2 separate regions of the Mus musculus genome follow, and region 2 is linked to region 1. Evidence: chromatin contacts called from public targeted proximity ligation data. All regions are on one chromosome and are shown on one strand. The core of a region is the stretch at or near the end of the contact, and the rest is flanking DNA. Distances in the headings are between cores, read along the strand shown. Region 1 overlaps Smarca2 (SWI/SNF related, matrix associated, actin dependent regulator of chromatin, subfamily a, member 2). Region 2 overlaps Pum3 (pumilio RNA-binding family member 3).

Region 1 (5,543 bases), core at 940-3,439:
CTACAAACACAGTGTAGTTGGTTTTAGTCTTTCTTGATAACCTTGAGAAGGGACAGATGAACGCAGACGACATCAGGGCTAGGCCCTGGAAGTTCAACAACACAGAACCAACCTCAAGGACTACTGGTCTCAACAGATTCGTGTCAACCTGAGCCGATTCCCAGGGCATGTCACAGAACCCTGTCCTGGTTCCTTTAAAAACATTCCAGCAATAGTTTCCGACACATCTTGGGCTTCGAGAAACTCCAGGAAGATAAGCACATACTTGTTTAAAGACTAAGAAACAAGTAAGAGCAACGGTGAGAACGAACACTGTGAGACGGGGCTGCATGGAGTCGGGGAACTTCCGTGTAGGATGCTCAAACAGTAAAGCTTACTTAGCTTAAGTCTACACTTGGCAGTTTTTGAGAAAAGATACTTATGGTTTATGTCATGTGTCCAACATCAGCTGGCTCTGTGTCAAAGATGCCAGAGAAAGCAAAGTGACCCTTGAGCCACGTGCACAAAGCTCTGGTGTCCAGATCAAACAACTGAACTACCTCATACCATTGGAGCACAGCGGGAATTCTTGTGGGCAAGGTTCAAATGGGCAGTACAAGAGCAGAATATGCCCGGGGAGGGTCTAAGTGTCACTCAGAGAACAAAGGGGGATGTTTCTACCTGAAGAAGGTGGCCCTGGGCTGGGGATGCCCATTTAGAACTATTTTCAAAGGACATCTCTTGAAACAAGACTGGATTCATTCTCTGACTAGTTTGTAGACTAGCTAAAAATCAGTGGAAAGGATTTCAATGTGGGAAAGAACAACCATATCGAAGACAGTCTTGCAGCGTCAAGAAGTTCCTCCAGAAACCATGCCCTAATGTGGGATCCACATCCACAGGCTGGAGGACTTTCTGTCACCAGGGCTGCTGCTGCACCTGAGTCACAGGACACCACACCAGGCAGAGCCAAAGCCCAGAACCTCTGCCTTTAAGGCTGTCTCTAGGAACCTTTTCCTGAGACCTAGAAGACTTGCAGGGTAGGTCTCCACCTATTCCCCATGGCATCTCATGGCGATTTTAAAGAGTACAGGTGCAACAGAGGAGGAATCCTTTACAAAGAAACGGAGTGCCTCGGGTTAAATATTATAGAAGGTGAGAGGGTGGTTAACAGCCTTCAAAACAAGCAGAGAACAAAACATGTCCACGAAGTCAAAACAAAGTATGGCTTGAGATAAAGTTTTCTATCTGGGACAAATAACATGGTAGGAACTAGTAGCCGTAGTCCTGTACTGCCTAATAGCCATTGGTTCGTGAATCACACAATGTGATCGGCTCTTCCGGGTCACATTTTAAAACCGTATCATGCTTTAAAATATAAAGCAGTAAATATACACAAATTATCTTAAGTCTTTATGGAAATATCAAGCCACATCTGTCCCCGAATCGTGCAAGGATTTTTAAACAACTGCTCCTGAGGGCTTATTCTTCTTATCTATCTGTTAAGTAGAGATGGAGGTCTGACTTAATCTACTCTTCAGCTACACAGCCATTGGAACCCGACTAACACTGGACGGGCATGTTAGATGGGGTTTCGTACAGGTGGCCCTCCTTCTTTAAGTAGGCTGAGTTACTGTATTAATAACTGACGCTAATGCTGGAGGAACCTCAACACAGCAAGATGTACATCCTTCCAGTAGCTTTTTTTTTTCTCTAAAATGAACCAAAAATACAACACTGTATCTAATTAAGGCCCTCCTAATTTGAGCACCTCCTACTTGAGAACCAAGTTTGGTAAGAGAAATACAAAATATAAATAGAGTCCATTGCTTTTTCTAGAGGACCACTAACATGAAATATACATGAAGCATGCAGCGGTACGAGGTTCAGCACATGATCTCTCCAGAAAGTACCTAAAAACACAGGGAGAGTCAGAGTCTTAAGAGGGAGCTTTTTAAGGAGAACTCAATAAGCAAAGAAAGCAAGCAAGCCAGGAAGAGGAAGAGCCACTCGATACCTGGGTGCTGAAATATTTAAATAGCCCTTGCCTACAGTACAACTAGAGACATGCTCACTAGTCAGTTCCGGTGAAACTGCATTTTCTGTTTCTGGAATGAAAACCATGGAAACCGGCATCGGCAAGGACACTCTCTTCAGAGGTCCCTTCACCTGCTGGATGAACTGTAAACAGTCTCAAAGTTGGACTATTAATCATTAAACTATTTAAAGAATCTGGGGTTATATTAATTGCTTAGGACAACAATTCCACAGGCTGGGGGGTTGGGGGTGGGGAGCAGGAATTATTCCACTGTGTGCACTGGGAAACTGAGGGTCAGGCAGGTAAGTGAACACCAGATTCAAATGTAAGCCGCTGAGGCTAGACTAGGAAGAGCTTGTGCCCTGAGCCCCTAGGCTCTGCCTCCCCAGGCACACTTGGGAATGGGCTCTGAGGGCGTCTGTTGTGGTTTTGTTCACCAGGTTGATACAAATGCAGCCAGTAGGCGATGTACACAAGCCACCTGAAGTCGGTCAACAGCCAGCAACTCATACTCCATATTGGTGGTAGGGAAGGCAACAGCTGAGACCACCTGTGAGGTGTCAGGTAAAGAGAGCAGCCATTTCCGCCCTCCTGTGGAGCTCCCGCTGGGGGAAACTCAGGCAGAAACCTGCCAGATTTTTAAGTTTTTCTAAAGGGGGGGAGTCAAGAAATAGAAACATCTCTCTCTCTCTCTCTCTCTCTCTCTCTCTCTCTCTCTCACACACACACACACACACACACACACACACACAAATACTGTAAAGCCAAATAAAACAATCTACTGGTAACATGAGACCCACGAGATGCTGACCCTTCCGCTGATTAAGGAAGCTGAAATGACAGCCACTATTCAAAGACACCCCCTCCCGCCTTTTAAGTCCCCACAGGCTCACTCAGCCCCACTCCGGTGTTCCAGCAAACCCAGATTGAATCAGCAAGCGATGGATGTGATCATCAAAGGCCTGCCAAAGACCAGGGCACACCTGGTCAGAGAAACAGATGGTGTGCTCTCCTGACACAAAGGCAAAACCAAAAAAGTCAGAGGTAGAGCAGAGTCAATTTCCTCGCACCAGAGGCTGATGTGGGGTGTAATGATTCAGCTTCCCCCTGTGGGAAGGCAACAGGTGGAGGAGGAAGTCGGGGTGACTAGAAACTGCAGTTACTAACTCTTGGTTTGAAAAAAAAAAATTCTCACGCTTACTCCAGACCAAGAGTGGACTTGGGGTTTGGGTTGAGTTTGCCCTCTGTGGAGTGTCACTGAGAGGCCAATCCACACTCAGGAGGAGGAGGTGGGGTGCCTTTGGTGGCCACTTGACAGTATTTAAAAGAAGTGTGCTTGCTTGCTTGCTTCCTTTCTTTCTTTCTTTCTTTCTTTCTTTCTTTCTTTCTTTCTTTCTTTCTTTCTTTCAAAAAGAAAATAACGAAGCTAGTGAGGACTGGAGTTACAAGTCTTGATGAGTCAGGAGACACAAGAAATTCTGACCGCTCAATGAACCTTTCTCCTCCTGTCCCCTTTACTGGTTTGGAAAATATCACACGAGCTAGAAAGGCTTAAGAGAGAAATTCCTGGTGGAAAGTTTCTACTTTTCCTGCCACTTAATCTTTCGAACAATTCCTCCCTGCCTGCCATGTAATACGTCAAAGCTAGGAGGAAAAACCCAAGTCGCAAGCAATGTAGCTGCCCACTTTCAGTTAGTTCAGCGTCGGACAGGACAACAGGAGTTCCCGGGGCTAAGGCACCGTCTCTAACAGCTGGTCTCTATGACCACGCAACTCTGACAGCTGACCTCTATGATCACGCAACTCAGACAGCAGAAATATCTGTTTCCTATCTGCTTTCCATGGAAACAAGAGATGGCTTCCAAAGCAAAATAACATTGCATCAAATGCAAACCGCATTGCATCAAGGGGAAATCAAAGCAGGAAACCCCAAGTCAACCATCTCCAATGCAATCAGACTAGCTAAGCAGTAGAGCATTGACTGAGAAACTCAAGCGTCTTGGCCTCAGTTTCCAAATACTCATCCGTTTATTTAAAGCGATCTTGTCTGTGTGCAGCACCGCCTCCTTATTGGTCACACCGAAAAAGCCCACGAGAAAGGGGGTGAATTTGCTGAAATATCACGCTGAATACATATAGCGGTGATGTAAGAGAGACCACAGCTGATAGAAAGGCTCAACACTCCCAAGTATTAGGAGGAGGGAAGCCCGACAATTTTGTGGAGGGATCTGGTTTTGAACAGGGTCCTGCACATAAAAGATTTAGCTTAAATATGACTGCAGTTCCTTCCTTCTGACAAGTCAACCTCTAATAGTAATAATAATAATAAACAATAATAAATAATTTCATCCCATCGTCCCAACACCTCTCTCCTCAGAGCTCCTGAAGAATCCTTTTCTGGAATAGGCGTCTTTAAAAAGTCATCGAATCTCACTTCCCACCATCTTAGACAACACACCGGGAACCGTCATACAAAATAACAATCACAATCACGGCCGTTTCACAACCTAGGAGGCAGCTTGTACCTTCCAAGACAAGGCTATAGAATGCAAATTAGAAAGAAGGCCATGACGTAACCCAAGTGCACATCCTCTCAAGTCCTAACCGCTCAAGGACTTGCTGGAGAGGAAGGAGCCAGGGGCTCACCTGTCTTTGTAGTTTATCACAGTATCAATGATGGCGTTCATCTGCTTCGTTAGTTTTGGGGGATTTGGTGACAACTTCTCAGCCGGAGGGCGGCCTCTTCTTTTCTTCGCTTTTTCCACATCTTCCTTCACGGGGTCTTTATCCACATTTCTTCGTCTTTTTCTCTTCTTAAGCCGTACCTCCTCTTCCATTTCTTCCAAATTGCCGTCTTCGATGGCCTGTAAACAGGAAAGAAAGGAGGAAAGAAAAAATCCAAGTAAGGAAAATAACCAAGGCAAACATATCCAGACCTTTACAATAAGGGGTATAGCTACATATAGCTTGAATAATTAGAATAATCAAAATAAAATGGAACTAGCAAAGTAAAACTAAAAGCTAACAGTCATCAACGAAGGAGAAAGAAAAAGGCACCACCATATTGGATGAAATTCACCTTTAACCTCAGTCTATTCTGTAAGGCCGAAAGCACTGATAATAAACAGGTGACGGACATTAAAGCATCGATACATTCAAGTGCTTGAAAATGACTGAATGCACATAAAATGTATCTTAGTATAAGCAAAATACTCTAAAGATGTCATTACTGTAAGGACGGTAATGATGAACAAAAAAGCCAGGAGCGCGTGAAGAATATGGAATAACCCCCTAAGACATCAATGCAGTCACACACGCTCTGACCTTTACGGTTTTACATCAGTTTACTCATGATTCACAACATAAGTCAACAATTCCATCCAGATTTTTGTTCTAACACAGAAATTAGTAAACAAGGGAGCAGAAGGGAGTAGGAGCCACATTCCCTGGTAGACGGAATGAAATCACCCGATAGAGAACACACACACACACACACACTCACAAACAGCAAAACACTTTTTTTCCA
Region 2 (5,508 bases), core at 1,593-4,092, 640 kb before region 1:
TTTTTACTGCAGTAAACAGCCTTCTTTTGCTATGAATAAGCAACCTAGCTAAGCCTTCATACTCTTTGTGATTAGCAGAGCAGCTTCCTGTCTCCTGGCTCAGCAGGGAGGTTCTGAGGTCCGTGCTTCATCAAGGCTCATGCTACATTAAGTCTCCTGCAGATTGACTGTCCACTCAGATCGCAGTAGGTGCTGTCCTTAGTAATAGCGGCCTGACCCATACTCACAATGAGTGGAGGTAGCTCTTCTAACTTTAAAAAGTCCTTGGGTTTGATCAGTTAGTTCAAACAGATTGTTCAATAATGGCCACCACAGCAGAGAATGAACAGTTCTGAAAGTAATTCTTTGTGCTTTGATAAGACATGTCAGAATTGACGTCACAAGTGATGTGAGTGGAGTGAGGAAAATACCCAGGGTGTGTTCTTCATCCCCATCAAATCTCAGCGGAACTCTGGGAATATAATAAACAGTGGACGTTTTTGTTTCCATTATCTAGGAAATCATCAGTTCCTTGCCCAGCATAGTTAATGACAAATACGGAAGGAAAGTCCTCTTGTACTTGATGAGCCCCAGAGACCCCGCCCACACGGTGCCCGAGCTCATCGAGCTTCTGCAGAAGGGTGATGGCAACGCGCACAGGTGAAGGCCAGCTCATGACTCCAAGAAATCCTCTAGATGCCTCCCTCTCTCCCTCCATTTCCCTAAGACTTCTTAGTGAATTCCATAGTCTCAAGAGCTTACTTTGAAGGAAATGGCAGTATCTGGCTGAAAGAACACAGCTGAACCTGGCACACAGTAGGCATTCAAGTGAATAGTTTGCTTTTTGTTTTACTTTACTTTCAGAGTTGTCAGTATCTTATACTTAAATGTCCTGAGAGCATCTATAAAGTACTCTGAACACGTCCTGTCTCACATGATGACTTGCCACTACTTGGTTGAAGATTGGCAGGATTGGGAATGGTTGGTTACTCGTTTGTGACTGTGGTGTAGAAAGCAGCTTCCTTTATTGAAGTCTTGCTCCATGCCAGATAGTGTTCAGATCCTGGGGATGGAAAGATGACACCTAGTCTGCCCTTGACTCACTCACTGTCCACATGCTCGGCAGGACTGACAGTTACAGGAGATAGTGCCCTGGGTTATGATAAGCTCCTGGAGGTTTGTGATAACAAGACTGGTCACTTAGCTTACCACCTCACTCAACATATTCCGACAGCAAGAAGGACACTGCAATCCGCCGGCGTGAGCTCTTGGAGTCCATCTCTCCAGCTTTGCTGAGCTACCTGCAAGGACACACTCAAGAGGTGGTGCTGGATAAGTCTGCATGTGTGCTGGTGTCTGACATGCTGGGATCTGCTACTGGAGATGTTCAGCCTGCTATGGATGCCATCGCCAGTTTGGCAGCAGCAGAACTGCATCCTGGTGGCAAGGACGGAGAGGTGATGTACTGTGATTATAGTAGGAGAGCCCCAGGGCCTATAGTATCTCCAGATGTGGATTCTGCAGAGGGTCAACAGTCATGCCAGTAGTACATTTAAAAACGGTAACTCAGAGTGCCGGTGGTAGCACTTGTCTTCCCCAGAATGCAGAGATCCTGTAGTGCCTACAGACATGTGCTATGACTTATGGTTATCTGTGATTGCCCCTTCACTACCTTTCCAGAGTAGTCCATGCTTGCTGTGGCAGCTGCTTCCTGTGGTGTGAAGTGCTGTTTGTCCTGTGCTCCATCCATTCAAAGCCTAATGCATTCCAGTGCCCATAGTTCTCCTTGAAGTCTTCCCTAATTTTGTTTGACTCATTAAAAAAGACTCACTCAGCCGGGTGCATAACCACAAACCTAGGCTTTAGACTTGAGAGATTGAGGTAGGAGAAATAGGAGTTCAAGGTCATTCTCCTACACATGAAGTGGAGGGCCTGACTGAGCTGGGTGAGGCTGTCTCAGACAGAACAGTTGTTCCTTCTTGTTTGTAGTTACATGGGCATGGTGTGATTCTACGTTGCATCTGAAGTTCACTGATTGTGTGTGCCTTGTTAGTGCTGTACCGCAGGCAACACCGTCCTCTGCTGCACCCCAAAGCTTTCGGAAGACATGCAATTTAAGGAAAGTAATTATTTAAGTTAACATAGAAACAAAAACTGAAGGACAACTGTGGATTCTAAGGGGTTGTATAAGAACAGCATGTCCCCAGGTAGCCTTCCTGGAATTGGAAAAGGCTACACTGGGCCCTGAAGGGTTAGCAGCTCAGTCAAGAATGGTGGAGAAGAGCGTGGGCTGCAGGGAGCCATACCGCAGCTCTGAGGAGGGGAGCATTGGGAGCTCAAGACTCGTGTTTGCAAATCAGCCGGCCACAAGCAGAAGGCAGGGGCCGCCGATCGATCGGACTGCCTTTGTCCTGTGCTGCCTTGTAAGACCCGGGAGCTCTGAACTAGCAGCTGGTTACAGGCAACCACCAATTTTATTTTATTTTATTTATTTATTTATTTGGATCTTTGACCTCTACTGTCAGTTAGTCTCACAAAAGCCTTTATGTGCTAAATAGAATAGCCTTTCATTATGATCGCTGGCATTGCTCAAGGATATAAAATAAGCTGTTCAAGTTAAGCCTTTCATTCATTAATCGAAAAGGCAATAAATCTGTCAGGAATGCTTAAAGAGATACTCGATAGATGAAATGACAGTCCCTGCCCTTCGAGTTTGGAATCCATTGGACAGAAGTGTACGTGTCACTTTTATGCACACCTTTATGTTAGCTGAATGCTAACAGCTGCATTTTAGTTCCGTCCAAGGGACTTTAAACTAGTGATGTAGTTCTGGTGACAGTAAACTACACATAATGGAATGCCTTGTGGTAGCAGCACTGAGTCGTCACAGTACAAAGGCTGTGTGCTGCACAGGGCAGTCAGCCTCCCCTGTTGGGCTCCTTTGCCCTGCCCTCTTTCCCTGTGTGTTCTAGTTCAGGCCAGCTTCCATAGCCGCAGCACTTGCTCACATCAGGCTCTCAGGCAGGAAGGAAAGCAAGAGCAAGGAGGCCTTTTCTTGTCAGGGAAGACCATCTCTAGCCAGGCTTTCCTGCCATGTCATTAGCGAAAATTGGTCTGAGGCACACCTGCGTCCACACCAGTCTAGCAAGAGTGACTGGATGGCGAGGGTTACTTAAAGCCTTGAGGATGTAGCCCCGGAGACCACAGTGGAGCCTTTAGAGGAAACAAGTTGGGGCTACCTGTTGAGTAAGTAGTTAGAATCTTTTTCACAGCACAGTTATTCATTCCATGTCTAATTCCCTTTAGCCATGGGTCTAGTCTGGCACTCAGCAGTGTTAATCCCCACCCGCACTTGATTCTGGTATTGAGTGTCTGATGTCTGACATGTGGCATGCTTTTGACAACGTGGATTGGAAGAGACAAGTGGACTGTCAGCTGAAGCTCAGACCCCTGCCTTCCTGGAGCAGACAGATGAATGTGATGAAATACTGCTCTCTATGGAAATAGTGCTCATTGGTTCTCATCCTAAATGAAGGGAGACCACTGTTACTGTGGGAACAGTTGGTAGGGCCAGCAAGCAAGCTGCAGAATGTTTTCTTGGCCTGCTGATTAGGTCACTGTAGAGAATAATATTTAAACGCCATGTAGCATTCTCCCCAGAGATTTCTTTGTATCTTAGAACAATGTTGCCATGGGAAGAGTGGACAGATTACCTGATTTTTTAGATGAGCATTGTATGTTGCTATTCAAACAAACTAATTTCTGCACTACCTTGTAGGGGCTATGATCTTCTACTTTGCTGCTTGTTGCACCCTAGGTATATGATGGGCATCCTGGGTTAAGATTTCTTAAAACTGAAACGTAACCACATCTGTGTCTACACGTGGGGTAAAGATAGGCTCAGGGACCAGAGATATTTACTAGCTTCTGCAATAACGTGTCGGGTTCTCTTGTAGCTTCATGTTGCTGAGCATCCTGCAGGACATCTGGTTCTCAAATGGTTACTAGAGCAAGATAAAAAGATGAAAGAAAGCGGAAAGGAAGGTAGGCTGTGCAGCTTATCTTTTGTGTGTGTGTTACATGGAGTTTTTGCATTCCTTGACTTTATACTGACCATTTAGGTTCAGGTACTATTTGCCAAGTATGTGGAAATCGTGCCTGTGAATAAGTAAGTAATGATTAAATGTCAAGGGCTGGCTACAGCTCACTAGTAGACTGCTTGCCTACCATGCAAATACCATGAGCTGTTACGGTGGCTGGAAAAGCTTTGAGCTGAGGTCATGGATTTGTTTTTGGAGACAGTTTCCAGTGGAGGGCGGAGGGTGGTACTGTCACATAAAGACCTGGGACTGGTTTCTGCCGCAATTTCATTATTGGAAACATTGATGCTCTGTTTAGGTGAGTTTGACAAGTTACCAATTTCCAAACATTTTTCTAATGATTTTTTTATAATTAAGACACCAAAAGCCCTAAACCATGGCTGGTGGGCTTGGAGTGGTTGTTGTTTCAAGCACGAATAAGTGTCTGTTATCCGGGTTATGTATTGCTGTGTGACAAGCTCCCTCGGCTTAGTGGTTCACTGAGCAGGATTTCGGCTTTAGTGGAGCTTGTTTCTCCCTACCTCTCAAGGCTCCTTGTTGGGCACTGGAGTTTACACAGTGTTGCTGGCCCAGCCACAGGGCTGCCAGTGTTAGCTGCACTTCCTCATCCTACCACAGGGCCGCCAGTGTTAGCCGCACTTCCTCGTCCTAGACTGCTTGGGCCTGCACACATCATGGTGGTTAATTGTTTTTTATTTATTTTTATTCTTTTATTTATGGCATGTATGTGTATGACTATGGACATAGCATGTCGTGGCACATGTGTAGAGTGCAGAGGACAGCTTCAGTTGTCAGTGTACCTTGTTTGAGACAGAGCTTGTCTTTTGTGATCTGTCACTCCATATGCTGGGCTAGCTGGCCCCTGTGCTCCTAGGGGCCCTGTTTCCACATCTCATCCCACCTGGGAATATTAGGTATATAATAATAACAAGCTCCAGCCATACATAGTTTCTAGGAGTCTGAGTTGAGGTCCTCAGCCCCGGGTGTTGGTGCTTAGATTGAGCGTCCCAAGGAAACAGCCCACGTATGCTTAGGCCTCAGGATTAGTCCTTAGATGTCATCTCATCTCACTTCTACCCTGTTCTGTTGGTCCAGGCAATGAGACCACCCAGATTCAACAGAAGACTTAGATTCTACCCTTAATGGGGGACTGGCAGCATCTAGAAATGCACACCATGGAGAACATGTTGTTTTTATCACCTTTGGAAAGCAAACAGCCTCACTAGCTGTCCTTGTTTACCACAAGAGCTAAGTGTGCTCCATGCGTGTCTTTGAATTATTATATGTACACAGTACCTACGTGAGATTGTTGCCATCAGCATAGGTCACCCTTTCCTTCCCAAACCCCAGTCACTGGCTGAGAATGAGCTGCACCTAGAGGGTACAGGGAACAACAGGCTAAGGCCTTGGAAAGAGAGTTACAGATGAA

The links.
Region 2: a targeted proximity ligation map of kidney shows a contact between it and region 1, with 4 times the contacts expected there. A contact is called at or near these places in 14 of 130 datasets of targeted methods (the 230-238 cell line, the NIH/3T3 cell line, T-cell acute lymphoblastic leukemia and 11 more) and 3 of 9 other capture datasets (embryonic stem cells, liver and macrophages).

The regions. Positions count from the first base shown.
Region 1 is chr19:26,751,162-26,756,704 of GRCm38.p6, reverse strand. Smarca2 (SWI/SNF related, matrix associated, actin dependent regulator of chromatin, subfamily a, member 2) reads right to left here. Exons shown (of 33, transcript NM_011416.2): 28 at 4,664-4,881. Among named protein-coding and RNA genes, the nearest start is that of Gm46648, 70 kb to the left of the region's middle.
Region 2 is chr19:27,394,810-27,400,317 of GRCm38.p6, reverse strand. It overlaps Pum3 (pumilio RNA-binding family member 3), which reads left to right. Exons shown (of 18, transcript NM_177474.5): 14 at 497-639; 15 at 1,214-1,436; 16 at 3,936-4,023. Among named protein-coding and RNA genes, the nearest start is that of Pum3, 32 kb to the left of the region's middle.